Linked DNA regions of Rattus norvegicus: region 1 is linked to region 2. The links are chromatin contacts, called in public Hi-C maps. All regions are on one chromosome and are shown on one strand. The core of a region is the stretch at or near the end of the contact, and the rest is flanking DNA. Distances in the headings are between cores, read along the strand shown.

Evidence for each region. Hi-C and Micro-C count contacts between places; a contact is called where the count stands out from the background.
Region 1: a contact with region 2 is called in a Hi-C map of kidney, with 2.8 times the contacts expected there. The contact joins two enhancer-like sites. A contact is called at or near these places in 2 of 12 Hi-C or Micro-C datasets (kidney and mammary epithelial cells).

The regions. Positions count from the first base shown.
Region 1 is chr1:232,517,901-232,523,011 of GRCr8, reverse strand. No RefSeq gene overlaps it. Among named protein-coding and RNA genes, the nearest start is that of Dmrt1, 49 kb to the left of the region's middle. Within about 2 kb of position 3,596, at least 4 of the 93 cell types and tissues checked have an H3K27ac peak or open chromatin away from gene starts, as enhancers often do. A contact at or near this core is called in kidney, where this site is marked.
Region 2 is chr1:232,262,691-232,268,385 of GRCr8, reverse strand. Dock8 (dedicator of cytokinesis 8) reads right to left here. Exons shown (of 48, transcript NM_001037793.2): 47 at 1,093-1,263; 48 at 1-692. The coding sequence ends at 632. Among named protein-coding and RNA genes, the nearest start is that of Kank1, 120 kb to the left of the region's middle. Within about 2 kb of position 4,320, at least 5 of the 93 cell types and tissues checked have an H3K27ac peak or open chromatin away from gene starts, as enhancers often do. A contact at or near this core is called in kidney, where this site is marked.

The DNA of each region.
Region 1 (5,111 bases), core at 2,347-4,846, 260 kb before region 2:
TCCAGAGCAAACTGTGAGTGATCCCTGTGTACCGTTCAAATGGCACCCCGTGTGTGTCTAATGAGTCACATCATCCACCATGCCACAGCCTACCCTGCCTCCTCTCCTTTGTTGTTGGGACCTTCCTTGGGCTTGCTTGGTCTTAAGGAGCTTTGCCACAACTGATATTGAAGTCACTGGTGTTCGCTTAGGACCCCAAGGCATGTTCTCATCACAGAGGAACAGAGGGCAGAGGACCAGACACAATGACAGGAGATAGAGGATGATGGAGAAGGGGAAAAGGACAAGGGTGAGGGGACAGCCATATTTTCCTCAGAGGGGTGGGACAATGGACTGCCTCTAGATAGAGAGGAGACTGATGAGGCCCATAGGCAAATGTCGGTTTATAAAGGTAAAGGGGAAACCCCATGTTAGGATGGGGTGTTGAGTTTTAATTGGCATGTTAATTAGGTGAGCCAAAGGGGGCTTTTGATTGTTGGTCTTCAATACTTTGGTAGCTGGACCTTGGTAGTCAGCCTTAGGGGGAAGAAGTGGCCAAATAAGGGAATCAACCTGAGTGGCCAGCTTTTAGCAAGGTTGTGATGGGAATAGAGGAGAAGGCCTAGGCCTGCCAGAGCCATGCTGGCCATGCTGGCCATGCTCAGGCTGGCTAGAATCCCTTCCTACTTCACTTAGCTTGGGAAATAAATAGGCTGTTCTCTGGTTGAATCTGACTTGATGGTCTTGAAATAATAGTTTGGACTTTTATAAAAAGAAAGTGTCATAAAATGTTCAGGGGAAAAGGAAATAGATCGTATTTATAATGTATTTAATGGGAAAAATGTGAAGTAAATTCCTACTATAGCGAGGGAGGGAGGGAGGGACGGAGGGAGGGGGAGAGAGAGAGAGAGAGAGAGAGAGAGAGAGAGAGAGGAGGGAGGAGGGGGCGCCCAGGTGTCAGGAAGGATGCCTTTGTTCTCATTCAAGAGGCAAAGGCAGACAAATTTTTATCTTTAAGGTCAGCCTGGTATATATTGTAAATTCTAGGCCATCCAGGACTACATGGTAAAGTCCTGTCTCAATATCTTTGCCCATGGAAGGAAGGAAGGAAGGAAGAAGGGAAGGGAGGGAGAGAGGGAGGGAAGGAGAAAGGAAGGAAGGCAGGCAGGTACCCCCACCCACAGAAGGAATCAATCAATCAACCAACCAATCAATCAATCAATGTTTAAGTCTTTAAAGAGAGTTCATGATATCTGGGATTGGAACACCAGGATCCCCAAGGCTTTAACTGTGTGAACTTGATTTCTCTGTTCATTCAGGGAAAATTTATAATGAACTTCCATCCAGACCACACATGAGGATCACAGGGTGAGCTTGTAAATATCAGCAATGAGCCAACCCCACAGATGGAGGGTGGGGGCGGGGCCCGGAACTGCTCCCTAAGAGATTGCAATGTTCGAAGAAGGAGGTTGAAAAGACCGGGCTAGCCTGAGCTGGGGGGGAGGGGTGCCCCCTCCCCTCTTAGTGAGAGGGACCCCACCAAGGGGTCCAGGTGTTCCAATCCCAGGTATCCTAGACTTTCTTTAACTAGGGCCAGAAGTGCTAAGTATCAAATAAGTAAACCAGTAGTTTTTCAAACAGCTCTTGGAGAGGGCAAGCTTTAAGGACCACTGGACCAAGTCTCCTGCCCCCTGGGTTTGAAAAATGGTTGCTCTTTGCTCATAATAGCCGCTCTCCTTGGGGATTTCCCTGGCATTTGGATGTAAAGAGTCTGCATTTTTAAAGCTGTCCAAATACCTATTTGTGCTGCAGACCATAACTCCTCTCCGTAGGCTTCTATGCTTCATCAAGTAAATGATACACATCTCAAAACCTATCTGGAGAGACATTTACCTGAGGGACTCTGTGTGTGCGCTTGTGTGCGTGTGGATGTGTATGCATGTGCCTATAGTTCCATGGCTCACTGGCTAAATAAACTCTTCTAACCATTTTAAACAGACACAGCTAGCAAGATGTCATTTTTGTTTCCCTTACACACTGTGAAACACCATAGTGTACAATGGGCTCGCTTAGCTGTTTTTATTATGAATTTCACATTTTATTTTACTTATTTATTTCATTATGAATTTCACATGCTTCACTGAAAGGAAAAAATTTTAGGGGCCAGTAAGATAGCTCAGTGAGGCCAAGTCTGCCTACCTGAGTTCCATCCCTGAAAGGAGAGAATTGAGCCCCTCAAGTTGTGCTCTCTGTCCTCTACACACACACACACACACACACACACACACACACACACACACACACACACACACACACACATGTATGCACACACAGGCACACACACATTCTCTCTTTAAATAAATAAATATTTTTAAAAAAGGAAAAGGGGATTAAATTTTTCAGTACTGAATATGAAGCAGGAATATGGATGGCACCAATTTCTCCACCATTTTAATATTGGGGCTTGAGCTCTGTCTGTACTAGCAAGACACCTCACCACTAGCCACACCCCTATCCCTGGTTTTCCCTTTTACTGGTTGTCTTAGTCACTGTTCTATTGCTTTGAAGAGACACCACAACCCAGGCAACTCTGACAAAGTTCCAGAGGTTCAGTCCATTCTCCTCATGTCAGAGAGCACGGCAGCAGGCAAGTATGTGCTGGAGAGGGAGCTGAGAGCCACACCCGATCCACAAAAAGACTCACGCTGGGCTCAGTGTGGATCTCTCTCTCTCTCTCTCTCTCTCTCTCTCTCTCTCTCTCTCTCAGCAGCCAGGAAGGAAGATGTGAAAAGATGAATGGACGCTGAACACAGGTACCCAGCCGTGTGGCTGTATGTAGCTCAAAATAATGGGTTATTTAGTTACGATCTAGTCAGAGAAGAGCCTAGCTATATGGCCAAGGTATTTGTAAATATATTTTGAGTCTGAATCTTATTTCTGGGAGCATGGGGGGCTGAAAGGCAGTACCAAGGCTAACTTCTACAATCAGCCTTCCTTTTGGGTATGTGTATATGTGTGCATGTTCACGTGTGTGCATGTTCAAGTGTGTGCATATGTGTGCAGAAGCCAAAGGATAACCTGGGTTATTCTTCAGGCTTCATTCACTGTTTTTTTGTGAGATAAAGTTACATATTGGCCTGGAACTCACCAATTAAGATAGGCTGTCTGGCCAGTGGACGCCAATGACTCCCTGGTCTCTACCTCACAGTGTTGGGATTACATGTGTGTGCCACTATATTTGGCATTTAAAATGTGCTTACAGTGCAAGCACATCACCGATGGAGTGCTCTCCCTGTTTGGCTCTCTGCAAGCACAATGGTCACAGTTTATAGACGATTATTCTTAAAATCCTTGTTCAACAGATGTAGAAGCTAACGCTTAACAGCCATGCCCTTGCTCCAAAGTCTCAGGTGGAGAGCGTGACAAACATGACCAGTCCAGTCAAGTCCAAGAGCCCTTTCTTTCTCCCAGTACCATGGTGGCACTAGTTCTCCACAACATTCCCGGGTTCTCTGAATGATGAGGTGGTAGCCATGAAAGACTGAAGAGAGGATTCCATCCTTGGAAGTGTAAATGGAAGAGGCTGCAGTATCCTATATGGACACTAGGTGGCAGAGGACCACTGGGCTCCGCAGGTCCAGCTCTGCCAGACACTTGCTTCCTGTGAGCTGTACATTAGCCAGAGGTTGTTAGGTCTGGCTATAAATCTTTAACTCTAATGAGAAGAAAAGGCTAGGTGTAGCTATTAACTAGTTACCCGAGTTTTAAAGGTTTCTCACTTTACTCGCGTTAGTTTTACATAGTTGCCACCAAATACACGACAGAAACTACTTAAAGAACAAGGACTTGGGGCTGGGGATTTAGCTCAGTGGTAGAGCGCTTACCTAGGAAGCACAAGGCCCTGGGTTCGGTCCCCAGCTCCGAAAAAAAGAACCAAAAAAAAAAAAACAAAAAAAAAAAAACAAGGACTCATTTTGGCTCAGGGTTTGAGGGCACAGTTCACCATGGCAGGGAATGTGTGACAACGTTTATGGTGTTTGTGGTGTCAGGAATGGGCGCCTGGGATCCTTACATCTAGGTGGACATGGAAGCAGGGTGTTTCAGTCAGTTACCAGGCTAAATCTTAAGGTTGCCCTCTAGTGGCCAGCTTCTTCTGGAGGCTTCCCCCTCGAAGGGTTTCCAACTTCCCAGAACAGCGCCACTCTGGGGACCAAGTGCCTAAACACACCAGCCTGTGGGAGACTTTCACAGTCAGACCATAATATTACCCCGGGGCACAAAAGAGGCATTAAAGGCTGAAAAGCCGGCATGAAAGGAGAAAAGACCCACAACACATCGTCAGTACAGCACAAGGCAAAAATTCCACTTAAATCCCTCTTTTAAATGAAAGAGCTTAAAATTAAACCCTCGTGATTGCTCACTTAGAAACATTTAATGATATATGTCATTTAATTCTGACCTTTTTTTTTTTTTCCTTAAGGAAACAAGAGCTGCTTAAGTTCCCCTCCTTCGTTTTCCTGGAGGGAAAAATGCTATTCTTCTGGTTGTAAAAAGAAAAGTACGTAATCTCATTCATTGGAGAGAAGTGGGGTTCTGTGGTGTTTTGTGTTGGGGTGATGGTATTTGAGAATGTTGGAGGTAAGACATCACAAATCATGTTGTGGGCGACAATTATTGGCAGAAGTGGGCTCATCTTTTGAGTTTGCCTGAGGAATGAACAAAGTGAAGGTAGGGGCTGGGTCTACTTCGTCCCAGAAAGCCCTCTTGTAACCATTATTTCAAGACAAATTAGAGACATGCAGTGGCCTAGAAGGGACTCTGCCTTTTTTCAGAATGGTCTGGCGAATCCCCTAAAAAGCAGTGGGTCCCTCCCTTTAACTGCGTGAAATCTAAAGCATTCTTCTTTGAATGACATGGTGGCTGGTAATTTAAGCTTCCTGCCGCAGGGAATGCTCACAGAACTATCCAGTATTAGCATTTGGTGTCTGAGAAGTGAGGGTAGGAGCCATAACCATGGGACGCAGCAGAGAGGCCTCTGTACCAAGGCCACGCCTTCCTATCCTGTGGCTTGGGATCTTGCATTGGGATGGTATTCTGATTACTTAGTCCCTGGTTAAACTGGATTCAACTTC
Region 2 (5,695 bases), core at 3,071-5,570:
AAACCAGCAAAACGTTCTGGGAGAACTGCTTCCGCTCTGGGGAATGCGCTGTCAGCGCCGTGTGGCCGGGTGATCTGTACTGTCCTGTACAACTGTCCCCTGGATAAAGGTGGGCTCACTCAGCTTAACAGAAGCAACAACGCAGAGATAACTAGATGGCACTCAGTCCAGCAATGCAGGAGGGGCAAAAAGCAGCTTGTAGAGTGATCGATCCATCTATTCCCAGATTCCCAGCCAGCATGAGACCAGGCTTCCTGTAGGACTTCCTCTCACAGATGATTTGGAAAACGTTTCACTTCTCTGGAGTTTATCTTTTCTTCTCACTGAAGGGATGAGTGAAGCTCACTTGGAGTAGGCTGCAGGACAGTGGTCCACTCTTCCGTCCACGGTTTGAGTTTATTTTAGGAATTCAGATATAGGTCAGAAGACATCACTTCATGGGAGGACCATGACCGGCCACTCGGCAGAAACAGCTTAGGCCTTGTTTGTACAGCAGTATGAAAAATATTTTAATAAATACAAGTTTCCAGAGCACTGGCTGGACAGTCAGTCTTGGGTGGCTGCTGGGGACGTACCAGTGAGTCCTTCCAGGTAGTGGGGCCCCAGTCACTACAGGCAAAGGTGGCTTTTTTCAGCTGCCCTGTGACAACTGGGTTTCACATTTCCTGAAACTAGATCTGTGGAAAGAGTCCCTGAAATAAAGGAGAGAGAACAGAGGAGGATTGATCAGCCTTTAAAAGAGATAGTTGGGAGAAAATTATGAACCAAAAAGCTATTGGTCCTGGGAACTTAGTACATAAAAGAGTATCCGAGACCCATTCATATTGTTCAGCCCCTATCCCCTACACACTTACACACACACCATTGGATGGACTTGGAGATTCACTGGCCCAAGGTCAATAATAAGGGGCTTGGAGAGGTCAGGGGAAGGTTTAGGCTGAATGCAAACCACAGACTGGCTGGAGGCCTGACTCCAGGTCCTCAGTCCGCATGGGCTTCCTGCTTTCTGCCAAGAACAGCTGAGCAAGCTGGATTTGGGGTGGCCCCATGATCTCTGAGTCCCAGAAAGAGGCTACACTGGCTCCTTCTTACCTCTTTTGACTGTCAACCCTGAATATGGGCTTGTAGAGCTCTGGGATTTTCCGCTCAATCATGGGCCTGAGGCTGTCCTTCAGCCTGTTGTAGTTCTTCTTGAGTTCCTGCTGGTACTCCCGCTGCTCTGCGGTAATGAGTCTCCTGTTCTTCTCTACGGCCTCACCGCATCTGAGGGAGAGAGAAGAAGTTGCATGTCCTCAGCGTTTGTATTTTAGCGGCTTGGAGAACAGTATCAGTAAGTCTGCTTCTTGAGGACCTCTGCCCTTGTCTAAATGTTTCCTTAAGGCACAGTGCTCAAGCATTGGCTATCCACTGATGGGTACTGTGTACCACGACTGCATCACGGGGCTCTGGAACTCATCCATAGACTAGTCCATGGATAGGGTCACAGTCTGATGGGCAACTGGGAAAAAACACTGGTAGCACCTCAGTGATGGGAGTGAGTCCTTGAAATGACCTTGGAGGTATATCTTGTCTGTAGCTTCATCATCCCTTTTCTTTTATATCCTGGCCACTGTGACATAACAAGCCTCCTCAAAAACATGCTCCCAACCACACTGTCCTGCCTTCCTGCAGGCCAAAGTAATGGACCCAATTGATCATAGACTGAAACCCCAGAAACTGTGAACCAAATAAATCTTTACTGCTGGCAAGTGTTTTTGGTCACCACGATGTCAAGTTGTGGAACCACAACCTCTAATATATGTGAGTATGTGTGTGTGTGGTATGTGTGCGGTGCATGTCAACATGTATGATATGCATATGCCTGTGCTAGCACTCACAGGTCAGAGGAGGACATGGGGTAGCTCCCTCTGTCACATCTGCCCTATCCCTTTGAGCAAGGTCTCCTGTTGAGCCTGTGGCTTACGATCTCTGCCGGGGCAGTCCAGCAGACCTTAGAGATACCAACCTTTCAGTCTCCCCTTATCCTCATTGCTGGGGTTACCAGAAGGTGTGGGACCTCGTGCTTGTTACAGGAGTGCTGGGATCTGAACTCAGGTCCTTATATCTGTGCAGCCAGTGCACATACCCGGTGAGCTATTAGTGCAGCCCCACTGAGAGTGTTTTCAACCCTGATGGCTTATCAGCTCCCCCACAGAGCTTTCAAGAAGCAGACTTTTAGGCCTTGCCTTAGAAGCCCGAGTCAGAACTGTGGGGTTCTACCTGAACCTCCAGCATTCAGCTTAGAGCCTTGAAGAAAGTTAACTTACTTGGGCAAATGGGCTTAGAAAAATGCTGCCCAGAGAAGTGGAAAACAAACTTGCTATGAGCACGAGGCCTTTAATGAGAAAGTTGTTTTGCAACATTGAAATCTGAAGCTTGTACCACACACATACCTCCTCTCCAATGCATTAAACTAAGAACCATTCTGGGTTATTTAAGTCCTGAGGCATCTGGAACCTGAAAGTCCCTCACCTGCCCCCACCCCCATAATCTGTTGGGGTATATGGCACAGCAGGAGCAATTCCTGCCTAAGAGGAGCTTGTGAGAGAAAGGAGAAGCCTAAACTTACAGATTAAAAACATTGAGGAGAGAGAGAGAGAGAGAGAGAGAGAGAGAGAGAGAGAGAGAGAGAGAGAGAGAGAGGCAGAGGCGCACGCACACCCTGGCTCAGATTTCTTTTTAGCATGCTTAACTTAGCCATCCTTAGTGTGTCAATGGAGACCCAATGTCATAGAGGTCATCCATTGTTAACCTGATTCCTAGAAGCCTCACGCCATTTAACACCCCTGAAACCTCCAGATCTGTTTCCATGCACACTGAGTAAGTTCCTTTTTGACCCAAACCATCTTAAAAACCACCAACTTCACACCTTGCTGTCTGACTCTGAGCCAGCATACGTACTGCCAGGGCAGTGGCCACATGTTCCTGCAAAGGTGTACGGAATATGGCTGGCTCTAATTCAAATATAAAAATTAAAATTTAAGTCACTTAATCCTTCTAAAAGTCAGTTTTTATTTTATTTTACTTAACTTTTAAAAATCATTTATTTTTATGTGTGTGTGTGTGCGTGCGTGCGTGTGTGTGTGTGTGTGTGTGTGTGTGTTTGCTTATGTATACACATGACTGCAAGTGCCTGATGAGGTCAGAGGTGTTGGATCTCTCTGAGCTGGCTTTGCCTGCCTCTGCCTCCCAAGTGCTAGGATTAAAGGCAAGGGCCACACCTGGCTTATGGTGTCTCTCTTTCTCTCTCTGTCTCTCTCTGTCTTTCTGTCTCTCTCTCTCTCTCTCTCTCTCTCTCTCTCTCTCTCTCTCTCTCTCTGTCTCTCTCTCTCTGTCTCTCTCTCTCTCTCTCTCTCTCTCTCTGTCTCTGTCTCTCTCTCTCTCTCTAACTCAGCACTTTGCCCATTTTTTGAATCTGTAAGTTTGGCTTGTCATTTCTCTCATAACCTCATTTTAGGCAGGGATTGTTCTGTGTGTGGGTGGTTGTGTCCCCTAAGAAAGTAAGTGCATGGAGTGGCAGACAATTGTGAGCTACTTAATGTGGGTGCCGGGAACCAAACTCAGGTTCCTTGAAAGAGAACAGTACACACATTTAACTGTGGACCTACCTTTCCAGCCCCTGGAATCACTTCATGTTTATAATTTGTTAATTGTGATTGTATGTGTGGTGTGTATGCACATGTGTATGTAGGTACATGCATAGAGAAGCCAGAGGAAGACATCAGGATTTTTCTTGAGACAGGGTCTCTTACTGACCTGGGAACTAGGTTGGTGACCAGCAAACCCCAGCCATTGTCCTGTGTCTGCCCCACTCCTCCGCTGGGGTCACAGGGCTTTCAGCTCTGTGCAGTCATCGTTACGGTTTTCATTGTTCCCCAGTGGTGTCTACCTTAACCTGTCGGTTTCTCCTCACCTCTCCTCTTTGTTGCTCTTTGATAAGTTGTTGTTTTGGTTTTTTTTTTTTTAAAGATTTATGCACAGCAGCATTTGGGTTTTTATGTAGGTAGCAGGGATTTGAACTCAAATCCTCAAGCGTGCACAACAGTGTTCTTATCCACTGAGCTATCTCCCAAGCCCCAGACCTTTGCAGGAATGAGAACAATCACATTAAGGGAGAGAAAGTCCAGAAACCATTGCAGTGCCTCTGACGGTCCAGTAAGTCTGGGAGAAGAGGGAGGAGACACTCGTGACATTTGTCTGCTTGCGTTTATGAACCTTCCAGGCATTTCCTCTTGGGAAAAGGCAGAGAAGACTTTGTCCTCACTTGGCAGCCATTGGGAGGGTACCAAGAGGCTGGCAGTGCTGACCGCTGCATGCCAGGTTGCCAGACCTTCCGGCTGAGTCTGATCGGCTACGGCTGACTCAGAAGCCACTCTCTGGGGCAGGAGAAGCAACTACAGACTTGGCCGGGGCTGTGCCCACAGAGCAATCCTTACGGGAAGGCTGGCTGGGGTCTCCTTTGAGCTCTGGTATATCCACCAGCCTCCTGAGGAGCTGAGGTGACAGAACCCACTGAGGAGGAGGCCCAGCAGGGGGCTACCCTGCCAGTGAGTCACCTGGAAGCAAGCACTTGACACTGTTGTCCATGTTCTCAAATAGTGGCAGCTTCCCCATTGGAGGCAGCAAGCAAGGAGGAGAGGGAAGCTTCAGCCACTGCTGTGAGGGGAGCTTACATGTCCTTACACTCACTTTAAACGTACAGTTTGATGAGCTACCATTTCTGACCTGTCTGGAGTGAAGAGGGGGAAGTTAACTGTGGTTGTGTCTTAGATGTGGTAGTAGCAGGCAGCATTGTTCTATCTATGGCCTTTCTGCGTTAGGAGGTCACCTCTCCATTCCAGTGGTACAGAGTGTATGTATGCTGGATCGGGCGGCAGGCCGCATGGACAGCTGCTTCAGAACGGCTGTTTGAGCATACTTGTCTTTTTGAAGGGAGGAAGACAAAAGGGAGAGCCTGAAGAGATAAGGTTTGGGGAGCTTGGGGTGGGAGTGGGGTTGTATAAACAGGAGTCAAGCAAATGGCAGCAAACAAACAAACAAACAAACAAACAAACAAAAGCCAGAGTCTTGGGTCCTACTCCATGCTTGCTGAACCAGTCTGCATTTGATTTGATTTAATTTGATAGGCGCCATCTGGTTTCTCCAGAGCATTGCTACTAGAGAGTTTTGTTATGCTTCCTAGGCTGGTCTGGGGCACGCTATGTCCATCAGAGCTGACCCCAAACTCACAGCAAGTCTCTTGCCTCAACTCGCTGAGAATAGCACTTTTAAAGACTTCGAATTAAAGGATCATCTTAGGAAGAGAAATGTCACCTGCCCTTGCGCTCTGACTGTAGTTTCCAGAGGCCTAGAGTACGCCCAGTAGGGACTGGCTAGGGCCCTTCATGCTATGAAAAGGAAACATGCCATCAAAAAAGGAAACCAAATATACCAGCATTCCTAGATGTCATCTATTGTATAAGTCAGTTCCAGATATCCGTGCTTCACTGAAGGAAGAAATGTTTCCCCTCACACAGCGGAGTTGGGCATTTCTCCAGTTTATGATGAGGCACAGTCTCAAACTTCACCAGCCAGCAGCCCTCTAGTGGGTCGTCACTCAATTGGGCAAACTAACTGGCGCTTCCTTTCTCTCTGTCCACCATGCCAGACTATTCCT